2 separate regions of the Mus musculus genome follow, and region 1 is linked to region 2. A link is a contact called in public promoter capture Hi-C data. All regions are on one chromosome and are shown on one strand. The core of a region is the stretch at or near the end of the contact, and the rest is flanking DNA. Distances in the headings are between cores, read along the strand shown.

Region 1 (5,941 bases), core at 425-2,924, 290 kb before region 2:
TCAAGGGACTTCCTCTGACCCCCTAACGGGACACTGCTATTTCTAAAGCTGATGCCCTCTGGGAGCTGGGATTGTTTCTTTGATTTCTGTGTCTTCAGAGTCACTACTGTAAGGACCATACCGAAGATAGTAAACACATTGATCTTACTTGATTTGATAAGAATGGGGCTCTGGAAACCTGCCAGACTGAAAATAAGGCCAAGTGGATTAAAAGACAAGACAGAAGCAAGAGTCAGAGTCAACAAGCAGCCAGATGAGGCCCGGGCTTGGCTGCTTTACAGACCACCGTTCCAGTGAGTCAGAGAGAGCGGCTGTGCGTACCACACCAGAGGGATTCTCATTCGGGTTTCTGAAGAATTTGAAAGACTTTATTTCTTATGAATTTGTTTTTAAATTTTAAATTACATTTATCAGAGAGAGAGGGGGGAGGAGGAGGGAGGGAGGAAGGAAGAGAAAGAGTGTTGTGGAGGTCAGAGGGCAACTTGCTAGAGTAAACTCTCCCAGCATGTGGGGAAATTCTGGGGGTCAAATTAGTGTCCTGTGTTTTAGCAACTGGTGCCTTTACCTGCTCAATTATCTTCCTGGCCAATAATCCCTTTGCCCCAGTCTCACAAGTGCTGATATTACCGGCATGCCTTCACCACGCCAAGCTTTTAATATTATTTTAGCGTGTGTTTGTCTGAGTGGGTGGGGTCACTCGCACCTCCCTCTTGTGAAGTTTGAAAGCATCGCAGTGCACACTTCTCCTGCACCGTGCCTGCAGATTTTAAAGAAAGGGTTCCCATCTGATCGGTGAGCGCTCCATTCATTTCATTTCTGAGTGCTGAAAGGAAAGCCCCTTTCTTTTTCTAATTTGGGTCTAGTGTTTACTGGCCTGCAAATTAGCTGAGAATACAGATGAGACAAACTAAACACAATTGTGCAAAAGAAGTTTTAAAGTCACAATTTAACAAGGGGAGGAGGCCGAAGAGCGTATAAGGTTTGTGTGTGGTGAGTGTGTTTCACTACGGAGTCTGGAAGGACAATCGGAGTTTTTTTTTAATGCTAATGTTTGGAGCAGCAGAATCTTCCGGAAAGCTCCCTGGGGACACGGATGGCTCTTTAATTTCATCAGCCTTTGCTTTCCTCAAAGGGAAATCTAGTTATTATTTCCTTCTGTCTCTACAGTAACTCTACGGTAAGGTAAGGGTTTACCTTAAAAATCATCTTCATGCCAAGGGGGGAGGGGTGGGGGAAATCTGAAGACATTCTAAGCAGTTGGTTTGAGGCACCAAAATTGGAGATTTTAAGTTAGCAAGGCCAGAAAGGATCAAAGAGTGGGTCTTCAAATAGCTCTGGAGAAGGCTACGTAAGAAACCAGGGAGAGTAACAATCACCGCCCTCTAAGAGGGGCTCGGCACTGGGTAGAAAGTGCGTAATCCTAGATCTGGTGCCGCGGAATCAGGCCCGGAAACAAACTCTCGAGAACCTCGGTCATCCGAGCTCCACCTGTTCCTTCAAGTTATTTCCCCAAGTGCGGAGTTCGGATAATATCCATGTCCTAAGGTGGTGGCGAGCATTGACGACACTCGGCGGAGAGTCCCGCTTACAGGAAGCGCTCACCAGGTCTGCTCTTTCCGGGGCTGGGTGGGGCTGATTTGAGGACGCCTCTAGTGGGCCCCCCAGGATGCGTCACTCTCCTCAGGCTCATCAAAACTCCACCCGAGCCTCACGAACGTCCTTACTTCCTCTCTTCCTGGTAGCAGCCTTGCAGTCCCGAGCTCGGGGGACCTCACGTCTAGCCTGGAACCGAGGGTACCGCGCCGCGGCGGACCTGCCCGCCTAACGTCGCTCGCTTCCCATTCGCTCTCCCGCGCGGCTGACTTTAAATCTGACCCCAGGACCTCGTCGTCGAGGTCGGGCCTCGCGACACCACCGCCGGAGTTGGAAAGCGAAACCGCTCTGCTCTGCGAGCGGCACCGCCCGCGTCCGCCCCTGGGACCGCGCGTAAGTTTCGATTCTCCGTGAAGCCGAGTCCCGCGCAGCGGCCGGAGCAGCGGCAGCCATAGCGCGCCATGACGGATCCCGAGGTATTCTGTTTCATCACCAAGATCCTGTGCGCTCACGGGGGCCGCATGACCCTGGAGGAACTGCTGGGTGAGATCAGCCTCCCCGAAGCGCAACTCTACGAGCTGCTGAAGGCAGCAGGGCCCGATCGCTTTGTGCTATTGGAGACTGGAGACCAGGCCGGGATCACTCGGTCGGTGGTGGCTACTACTCGAGCCCGCGTCTGCCGTCGCAAGTACTGCCAGAGACCCTGCGACAGCCTGCACCTTTGCAAGCTTAATCTGCTCGGCCGGTGCCACTATGCACAGTCCCAGCGGTGAGTGCAGCGGGAATGGGGAAGGTTCTCTAATTGCCTAGTCCGGCGCCGCGGGGCAGCTTCCTAGGGGAGGCGGGAACCGGGTGGATATGGCTCACTCGGCTGCAAACCCCTTCTCCCTCTATCCCTCCTAATCTCTAGACCAGTGGTTCTCAGCCTTCCTAATGCTGCGACCCTTTAATACAGTTCCTCAGGTTTGTGACCCTCAACCATAAAATTATTTTCGTTACTACTCCGTAACTGTAATTTTGCTACTGTTATGAAATGTAATGCAAGTATCTGTGTTTTCCAATGGTCATATTCGACTCCTGTGAAGTTAGACCCCCAGGTTGAAAAATCTGTAGCCAAAGCGCTATTGGAAAGGCGGACAAGGCTGCCTCTCTACCCTTCTCACCTCCCACCAGAATCCTAATTAAAGTACGTTTGCACCAACCAGAGTTTGTAGAAGTTGCAGGCACACCTTTTTCTCCTTGCTACTCTGGTACCTCGAATGTTGCGATCGCCCCAGAATCCTAGCGGTGCTGCCCAGTCTCCTGTGTCTCGGGTGCGCCAACTCCTGGATCGCTGTGACCCTTCACTCCTTGTCTCTCCACCTGGCCAGATAGATAACTAAAGGTATAGTGGCCTCTCAGCCTTCTTCCTAGTATGCGTGGTGGCCTGTACTACGACACCCCCCCCCCTTCTTGCAACCGACCCACTGTCTCAAATTGCATGAAATAATGTGGCTTAACTTCTCAGGCAGCTGCTTCTGGTCCTACTTGGTCTTCTTCTTCTTCTTCTTCTTCTTCTTCTTCTTCTTCTTCTTCTTCTTCTTCTTCTTCTTCTTCTTCATAAGCGTTTCCAAGGGTTGGCTCAAGTCCTTTTATTTTGCTGTCTTCCAAATTTCTCCAAGACAAGGATCACTTGCTGGGGTTCACCTGTCATAACTACCGAGATGATTTCCAAACACATAACCTGTGCAGGCCTGCGTCTTCATCCAGGGGTCTGAGGAACCAGTGTCTTGCTCACATAGGCCAAACTCCCTCCAAACAAGCTCTCCAACCTTATCCCCGGCTCCACGCCCCCAGTTTATATAATTTCTAATCCCTCTGCCCTTTCCTCTTCCAGGGCTCACATCTGAGTGTTGCAGAAGTAATGAATGGTTGGTTCTAGGCTATCGTGTTTCCGAGCTTTTGTCCTTGTGGTTGGTGGTGGTGGTACGAAAGATTGGGCTGAGGACCTCTTGCATGCTAGGCAGGTGCTCCGCTACTGGAGCCAGAGTTTCACCGACTTGCGCAGGCTGGCCTTGAATTCCTGCAGTTAGCTCTCAGCTTGGTTCCTCCTGTCGCTCACTGGCAAGAGCTGAGATTACAGGTCTGTGCTGCCAGGCCCACGCAGCTTTCTGTGGAGAGTATTTTCTATACTTCGTTGAGTCTTAAAAACTGTGAGTGTTGCTCTGTTTTGGAAACAACGTGATCATCAAACGGTTTTGAATCATCCATTTATTTACGAGAAAAACAAAAAACAAAAAACTACAGTCACTCACGTCCAGGATACACCTTCGGGGATGTGTGTATCAAAACATACAAAGTAGGAGTGTTTTAAATGGATGGGGTAATATTTTTTTTTAAATTGCTAATTGTTTGGAACAAGAACTCATTTAGTGTTAAATATTTGAAGGAATGCTTCCGTGTGCCCCTTTATTTAAATATTTAATGTTTTGATGCAACAGCTTGAAAGCCTTTCTGAGTTACAGGAAGTTGGGCTTAGAAGAAGCCATCTAAGTTGCCTGCAACTGAAGAAATAGGAGTAAGAAGGAAGGGAAGTGGTTTGAGGCAGAAAAGGAAGGAACACTCTTAACACTACTGAGCGCCGACAGGGTTATCAGCACACTTTCTGATTCTTTTTTTCTATTATTACCTGTTCTGAGAATTTCTTCAGTAAGTGCTGGCTTTTTGTTGTGAAAGTTTCAGTGTCTTTCTACAGTTCTCAGCGTATTAAAAAGTGGACAGGGGAGACTGTTGAGTCTCCGCGTACCCAACATTTTGGATTTTGGTTCAACAGTTTTCAAAATGTGGTCTACCCTGTGTCATGTATTCTCCATCTCTGTCCCCAAACTCCAAACTCCAGTGTTTTATGTTAAAGTGATTATTTACTTCATAAGTATTCAGTATCTCTTAACAAATAAGTATTTATCAATATTCTCGCTGTACAATGATCACCTCTCCATCTCCCTCTCCGTCTCTCTCTTCCTCTCCGTCTCCATCTCTTTCTCCCTCTCCGTCTCTCTCTTCCTCTCCCTCTTTTCTGTCTCTCTCTCTCCCCCCTTCCTTGACATAGGGTCTTGTAATCCAGGTTGGTTTAGAACTCTCATTAGACCAGGAATGACCTTGAAAGTTTGGACTTCCTACCTCTACCCAAATGCTGGGATTACATGCTTGGCACAACCAACCATCCCAGGTTTATGGGGTGATACCGATGGAACCCGGGACCTCGTGCACACTAGGATGCACTCTACTAGTGCAACTACATCCTCAAACCCCACCCCCATTATTTTACTCTCAATTAATTTAGTATTCAAATTCTCCTGATTGCCTTAGTAATCAAACTTGCATTTTCAGGATAAGACATATATAGACAAACCATAATTACTTTGGTATGTATCCAATATGCTTTTTAGAAATGTCATTTAAGTTTGTTACACACAACATGTGCAGAATTTTTAGCTTGAACTTTGTTATTGTGATGATTTTTCTCTGGTCTCAAACAACCATTTTAATGGCTTTGAAACCACACATTTCTATATTTTCAAAGATCATATATGACAGAGGGATTATTTTGTCAGTTTAAGTTTAGATATATACTCCAGAGAATTATTCATTTATTTTTGGTCTCATTGGGTGGCTTTCAGTGGTCTGGAACTTGCTGTAGACAGGGCTGGCCTCAAACTGACAGATGCCCCTTCCTTTGTCTCCACAGTGTGAGAAATAAACAAATGTACGACTGTACCTGTCCAGAGTGGGTTTAGTTTTTGATGTGTTTGGGTGTTTTGCCTGCACGGGCACCATCCCTCATGCCTGCTATCCTTGGAGGGTGGGAGAAAGTGTCAGACAGACCCTTTGCAACTGTAGCCATAAACAGCTGTGAGCCACTGTGGAGTGCTGGGAATTGAACCTGGGTCCTCAGGGGAAGCAGTGATCTCAACCGCTGGGCCATCTCCTCGGAGTCTAGGGAAAAAAAAGTTAAGTGTTGTAGCATTTTCTCTTTAGCAACTCCTTTTTTTTTTTTTAAAGATTGATTGATTGATTTATATGTATGCACACTGTAGCTGTCTTCAAACACTTTTTCTTCTATCTCCTGACCTGCTTGCTCCTGTCCAAAGATTTATTATATGTAAGTACACTGTAGCTGTCTTCAGACACTCCTGAAGAGGGCATTGGATCCCATTACGGATGGTTGTGAGCCACCATGTGGTTGGTAGGATCTGAACTCAGGACCTTCGGAAGAGCAGTGAGTGCTCTTAACTGCTGAGCCATCTCTCCAGCCCCACTTTAGCAACTCTTAACAGAATTTTGTCTACTAAAATTTGTCATGCATTAA
Region 2 (6,384 bases), core at 2,512-5,011:
TACCTGATACATAGTAGCTATTCTGTGACCAAATATGGAGCCATTGAGTGAGTAAAATTGCCACCTTGCCAGCCTCTGGGCTTTAGTTGGCATCCAAGCTCATGGCTGATGTCAGTATAGTGTTTCTGTACCTGACTGTTTTTTTTTTCTTTTAATATTTTTATTAGGTATTTTCCTCATTTACATTTCCAATGCTATCCCATAAGTCCCCCATACCCTCCCCCCCACTCCCCTACCCACCTACTCCCACTTTTTGGCCCTGGCGTTCCCCTGTACTGAGGCACATAAAGTTTGCATGACCAATGGGCCACTCTCTCCACTGATGGCCGACTAGACCATCTTTTGATACATATGCAGCTAGAGTCAAGAGCTCCAGGGTACTGGTTAGTTCATATTGTTGTTCCACCTATAGGGTTGCAGATCTCTTTAGCTCCTTGGGTACTTTCTCTAGCTCTTCCATTGGGGGCCCTGTGATCCATCCAATGTTTGCTAGGCCCCGGCATAGCCTCACAAGAGACAGTTATATCAGGGTCCTTTCAGCAACATCTTGCTAGTGTATGCAATGGTTTCAGCGTTTGGAGGCTGATTACGGGATGGATCCCTGGATAAGGCAGTCTCTAGATGGTCCATCCTTTTGTCTCTGCTCCAAACTTTGTCTCTGTAACTTCTTCCATGGGTGTTTTGTTAATAGCTGAGTAGTACTCCATTGTGTATATGTACCACATTTTTTGTATCCATTCCTCTGTTGAGGGGCATCTGGGTTCTTTCCAGCTTCTGGCTATTATAAATAAGATTGCTATGAACATAGTGGAGCATGTGTCCTTCTTACCAGTTGGGACATCTTCTGGATATATGCCCAGGAGAGGTATTGCGGGATCCTCCAGTAGTACTATGTCCAATTTTCTGAGGAACCGCCAGACTGATTTCCAGAGTGGTTGTACAAGTTTGCAATCCCACCAACAATGGAGGAATGTTCCTCTTTCTCCACATCCTCGCCAGAATCTGCTGTCACCTAAATTTTTGATCTTAGCCATTCTGACTGGTGTGAGATGGAATCTCAGGGTTGTTTTGATTTGCATTTCCCTGATGATTAAGGATGCTGAACATTTTTTCAGGTGCTTCTCAGCCATTCGGTATTCCTCAGGTGAGAATTCTTTGTTTAGCTCTGAGCCCCATTTTTTAATGGGTACCTGACTGTTTTTATATCATGTTTGTCTCTCTGCTTTGTCTCCTTAGTACTCACATCGTGGAAAACAGTCCATATTTGCAGCTGGACCCAGCCATCCCAGGAGTGTATTCTGGGAATCCCTACCCATTTGGAATTGATCCGGTAAGAATTCCTTCCGGTTATAGATGATGTGTTGTTGAGATCTCTGAATAAAGAAGAAACAACAAACTGGGGATGAGATGGGATAAACTCAGAGGGTTGCATGACAGGCAGAACTGTGTCTAGAAGATAAATTCTGCCGCACTTGGACTCTACTTCCTATATAGTTTCCTGCTCACTTCCCTCTCCAGCAGCTATCCCATTGCTGGCAATAACGAGCTTTTAAAATGCCCTTGCAGCCTGGAGAGGTAGCTCAGCTGACAAAGTGCTTGGTACTAAAAGCCTGAGGACCTGAGTTTGGTCTGCAGAACTTTCATGTCAAAAGCCAGATATGGACTGGGCATGGTGGTGCATACCTTTAATCCCAACACTCAGAGACAGAAGCAGGAGAATTATATAAATTTGAGGGTGGTCTGGTCTACATAGCAAGATTCAGTCTCAAAGAATAAAACAAAACAAAATCTTAGACATGGTGGTATGTGCTTGGAATCCCAACTATCAGGAGATGGGGCCAGGTGGATCATGGGCTTGGCCAGTGAGAGGTCCTGCCTCAAAAAAGGAAAAACAAGATGGTAGATAGTCCCTGAAGATATTCGTGCTCTCTCTCTTCTTCTCTGTCTCTGTCTGTCTGCCTGTCTGTCTTTCTGTCTCTGTCTCTCTGTTTCACACACACATACACGCATCACACACACATACAAGTTGATTGCTTAGAAAGTATACACACACACACATTAAATAAGTTACTTAATATTTTGATCAAGCGTCCTACTTTGGTATTTTCTTGCAGTGGGTAACATATTACACTGTAATGTATGATTTTAGCTTGTTTGCAGGCCAAAGGTCAAACTTGGGTATATCTTTAGGAGCAGCCTACCTTGTGTTTTGAGTCAAGATTTCTCACTGAAATCTATGACTTGCTAAGTGAGCCCCAGGGACCCTCCTGTCTCTTCCTGCTTCAGACTAAAAGCACACACCAACACCACCACACATTTTTACATGAGTTCTGGGATCAAAACCTGGATTCTCGTAGGTGCCTGGCAAACACTTCACAGACTCAGGTTCCTGTGGAGTTTTGAGATGTGTTTCCTTTGACTTATTTGTTTGCTGTTTCTTTCAGTCAACTAGATGTGGCATTTCCAAAGCCTTTACACTATGAGATCTCTGAGGGGAAAACAAAAAACAAAAAAACAAAAACCCAAGTTGTGAATGGATACAGAAGTTCATGCTCATAAAGCCACCAGGTGTCACTGTTGCGTTCCCAATCAACCATGCCTCCGGTAGTCTTGATGAATGTCATTCTCAGCTCTGTGTGGAACACAGCCTGAGTGGCCAGCTTCAGCTTCAGCAACTGAGAGCACGGCCTGGCAGTGGCTCTCCAGTCACCACCCTCTCAGTCGCCTCCCTCATGCGTGTCATCCCTGAGCTCTCCTCTCCTCACCCAAGAAAGCAGAAAGCATTGCCCAGGGGTTTTCAGACCCTACCTCTCAGTCCCAGCTGCTGCATTCTAAGTTTTATCAAAACAGGTAAAATCCTTGCAAGCCAGTTGTAAACGGCAAACGTAAAAGACAAACGTGAGTGGCTGATATTTTGTAAAGGTCTTATTTTTATTATTATTTTTTTGATTCTGCATGCCTGTGCATGTGTGCACTCAGGTTCATGTGTGCACACGCATGTGCCTATGTGAGTGCAAGTGCCCTAGCAAGGCGGAGGCATCGGGTCTCCTGGAACTGGAGTTGCACGTGGTTGGAAGCCAGACGTAGGTGCTGGGAGTGAGCACTGCGAGAGCAGCACGTGCTTCTTCTCTCCAGCTCCATGTGTTGCCTTTGCATAGAGGAAGGCTTTCTCATTGGTCAGGATGCCATGGCCAGGAAGCTGGCAAGGGGGAGATGTCAGGGTCTGGTTATTTTCCTTTGCTTTGAATCCCATTGTTCCTACCTTCTCTTCCTGCACAGCCCACACCCAACTGTCAGTGAACCCCATCTGTCCAGTTCTGCTCTCCAGGCTCAGCAAGGCGCACATTACACGGTGGTATTTTTATTCGGCTTTAAATGAAATCATGACATTCGCAGGAAGACAGATGAAACTGGAAGTTACTGTGTCAGGCTAAACCAGCCTGCTGCAGACAGACCAATGCTGCTCACTTTCTCTTCTGCAAAGCCTAGACTTAAAGTGTGTGAGTGTGTGTGTGTGTGGGGGAGTGAGGTTGGGGGGACAGGACTAGAAGGGGAATCATGAAAAGAACAAAAGAGAGCTTAAGGAGGTTGTGGGGAGGAGAGTGTCTTAGGTTGCTTTCTATCGCTATGATAAAACACCATGACCAAAAGCAACTTAGAGAGGAAAGGGTTAATTTGGCTTCCTCTTTCACATCACAGTGTGCCATTGAAAGAACCTGGCAGTGGCTCTCCAATCCTGGAGGCTCTCCAGAACCTGGAGGCAGAGACTGAAGCAGAAGCAATGGAAGAATGAATCTGTATTGGCTTGTTCTTCATGGCTTGCTCAGTCACACTTCTTACACCATCAGGACTACCTGCCCCAGCTGGCGTGCCCACCGTGGGCTGGATTCTCAGATATCAGCCATTAATCAGGAAAATGCCAACTGGACAATCTGGTGGCATTGTCTCAGCTGATGTTCTCTCTTCTCAAATGACTTCAGTTTGTGTCAAGATGACACAAATAAACACCAAACAAAACAAAACAAAACAAAACAACCCCCAAAACAAAAACCTGAGCAGGATGGATGGTAATGGAATCCAAGTGAGGATGATTTGAGAAGAGAGGGAACCAGGCAGAGTGGGAGCTGGTGTGCACTGGGGAAGACACAGGTGAAGTGGAATGAAGTAGGGCAAAGTCTAGTGACACATTCGTGTGAAGATGCCACATGAAACCTGTTACATTGTTTCCTGTTAACTTCACAAGCCAGCAGCCAGTGCTCTTAACCACTGAACCATCTCCCCAGCCTCTCAAGTAATAGGAAAACAATTTAAAAAAGAGGAACGAAACAAAAGCAGCCAAGCAGCCCAGAGTTCCCATCCTTTGTGCAATTTTGCCACTTGATCACAATTCTGAAAGGAAAGAAAAAGACCATCAGGGTCAGAGAGAGAGGCAGGATGCTCAAAAGAAAGGGGGAACTGGTAAGGTTTAGAGCTTACTCACAGGAGGCACTGGGTTCTATCCCCAGCACCACAAAAACAAAATAAAACAATTCAATTGCTTGTCATAAAATTGTATACGTATAATTTAAAATCTACAAAATATAAAATGTCGCAGACAGCAGCAGGTTTGGCAGCCATGGCCCTTACGTTTCTCTTGCTGTTTGAACCAGAAACTGATGAACGGTTTAATCATTATTACATAGTGTAATGTTCCTTAACACATTCATTCACTGTGTTAGGCATTTTCCTGTGACTTGGATCATAAAATGCCTAGCCTTCATCATAGCAGAGCAACTTTAAGGTATTTTCAGTTTCCTTGCTCAGTAAGGGGACTGAGGCCAGGGTCATGTGCACAGTAGCAAGTGTTCTGTCACTGAGCCACTCTCCATAGTGGGGACATGGTGGTTAAGAATTCGGCTGTTCTGGAAATCGACTACCTGTGTCTGAATCTTGGTTTTCCCATTCATTGGCTTTGTGATTTTGAATAAATGAACATCTCTGTGCCTATTTTGTCACCTGTAGAATGGGTATGACAGCCAGAGCCCCGAGATTGCTTAATAGATGGACCAGTCTAGTCATAAACATGATACATATCAGTTGCTACCATATTCTTCTTCTTCTTCTTCTTTTTTTTTTTTTTGAGGTTCATTGGTAACTTGTTTCTTTCTGAGATTATAATAAATTCTCTGTAAGTTTGTCTCTTTAACTGGAATATTTGTATTGAAGAGAGTCTTTGTTGGAATTAAATGAGATCAGTACATCTAAAGGGCTTGATTTATGCCTGGTAGGTACTTAACCTGTTAGCATTTGTAGTTTATCTGATTGGCTAGATCTATAGTGTACTAAAGAGCCTACTCTCAACACTCTGATTGATGTTGTAGAAATGGATCACTTTGATGGCAGGTTCAGAGGGCAAGTCTGGGATAGCCGAGATGCCAGGTAGCTGTGCCAGGAACAGAGGAGGTTGTGAAAGACCTTAGTGGGGAGACTCCCACTCAAGTCCCAAGATGGCACACACCCAAGGAATCACGAGAGACCGTCTTGATGCAAACACACGAGGCAGTTTAATGACGGAGCTCCAGGCTGACACGTATCTCATGCAGAAGACAGAGGAGTCGACCCTAAGGCTCAAAAGTTAGGGGTTTATATAGGAAAGTAGTGGGGGGTATAGGGGAAATTGGCACAGTTACACACAATTGGGCAGTTTAAACATCAGCAAGCAGTATGTGCGGGTCGGGACAGTAACTCTAAAGGGAGGGTGTTTATCTTTGTTGGCAGAGCATCTGGTTAAACTCAAACCACATCAGAAGGAGACCAGGCCAGGTGGCCCATTACTCATCTGGGCTTGTCCAGAGATGGTCCTTGCATGCCTCTTTTATCTTAATGGCTAGTTGGTTCCTGGGATGACTTTACAGCCTTTGTGTTGCTGGACTCTCTTTATCTTTATGACTCTAGGTCTGTAAACCTTCTGACTAGGGCCTTGAATTTAGTTTTCATTTTTTCAGTGGCTTCTAGTGTTGTCACTGCAGTCCCCTCCCCCTCTGTCCTACTGGTCTCTTGAGGGCTGTCTTACAGCTGCTCAGAGTAGTGCAATGAGACCCCGAGCTGACTGTGACTTCCATCAGCATGTTTGTGTGTGTGCATGTGTGTATGAGCCTGTGCACACACAGTGGGAATGGGCAAGAGGACTACTTTGTCTAGCTGTGTCTAGCTGGATATTGGCCCATGCTGTTTTGAACGAGTACGTCCCCAGAGTCTCAGGCATCTGAATACTTGATCCCGACCTGGTACTGTTTGGAGAGGTGAAGGTGGTGTAGCCTTGCTGGAGGAAGCCTATTACTGGGGATGGGTTTGAGATGAAAAATGTCTCTCTGCTTCACGCTTGTGGTTAAAGGTGTGAGTCCT

Evidence for each region. Promoter capture Hi-C pulls out the DNA fragments that hold promoters and counts their contacts.
Region 1: a contact with region 2 is called in a promoter capture Hi-C map of hippocampal neurons, with 2.7 times the contacts expected there. The contact joins the promoter of Zc3hav1 here to the enhancer-like site in region 2. A contact is called at or near these places in 3 of 39 promoter capture datasets (the 3T3-L1 cell line, hippocampal neurons and pre-B cells) and 3 of 115 datasets of contacts at active chromatin or transcription factors (extraembryonic endoderm stem cells, microglia and pancreatic cancer cells).

The regions. Positions count from the first base shown.
Region 1 is chr6:38,350,336-38,356,276 of GRCm38.p6, reverse strand. Zc3hav1 (zinc finger CCCH type, antiviral 1) reads left to right here and starts at 1,674. Exons shown (of 13, transcript NM_001347122.1): 1 at 1,674-2,362. The coding sequence starts at 2,055.
Region 2 is chr6:38,062,683-38,069,066 of GRCm38.p6, reverse strand. Atp6v0a4 (ATPase, H+ transporting, lysosomal V0 subunit A4) reads left to right here. Exons shown (of 21, transcript NM_080467.3): 14 at 1,237-1,330. Among named protein-coding and RNA genes, the nearest start is that of Svopl, 19 kb to the right of the region's middle. Within about 2 kb of position 3,761, at least 77 of the 459 cell types and tissues checked have an H3K27ac peak or open chromatin away from gene starts, as enhancers often do. A contact at or near this core is called in hippocampal neurons, microglia and pre-B cells, where this site is marked.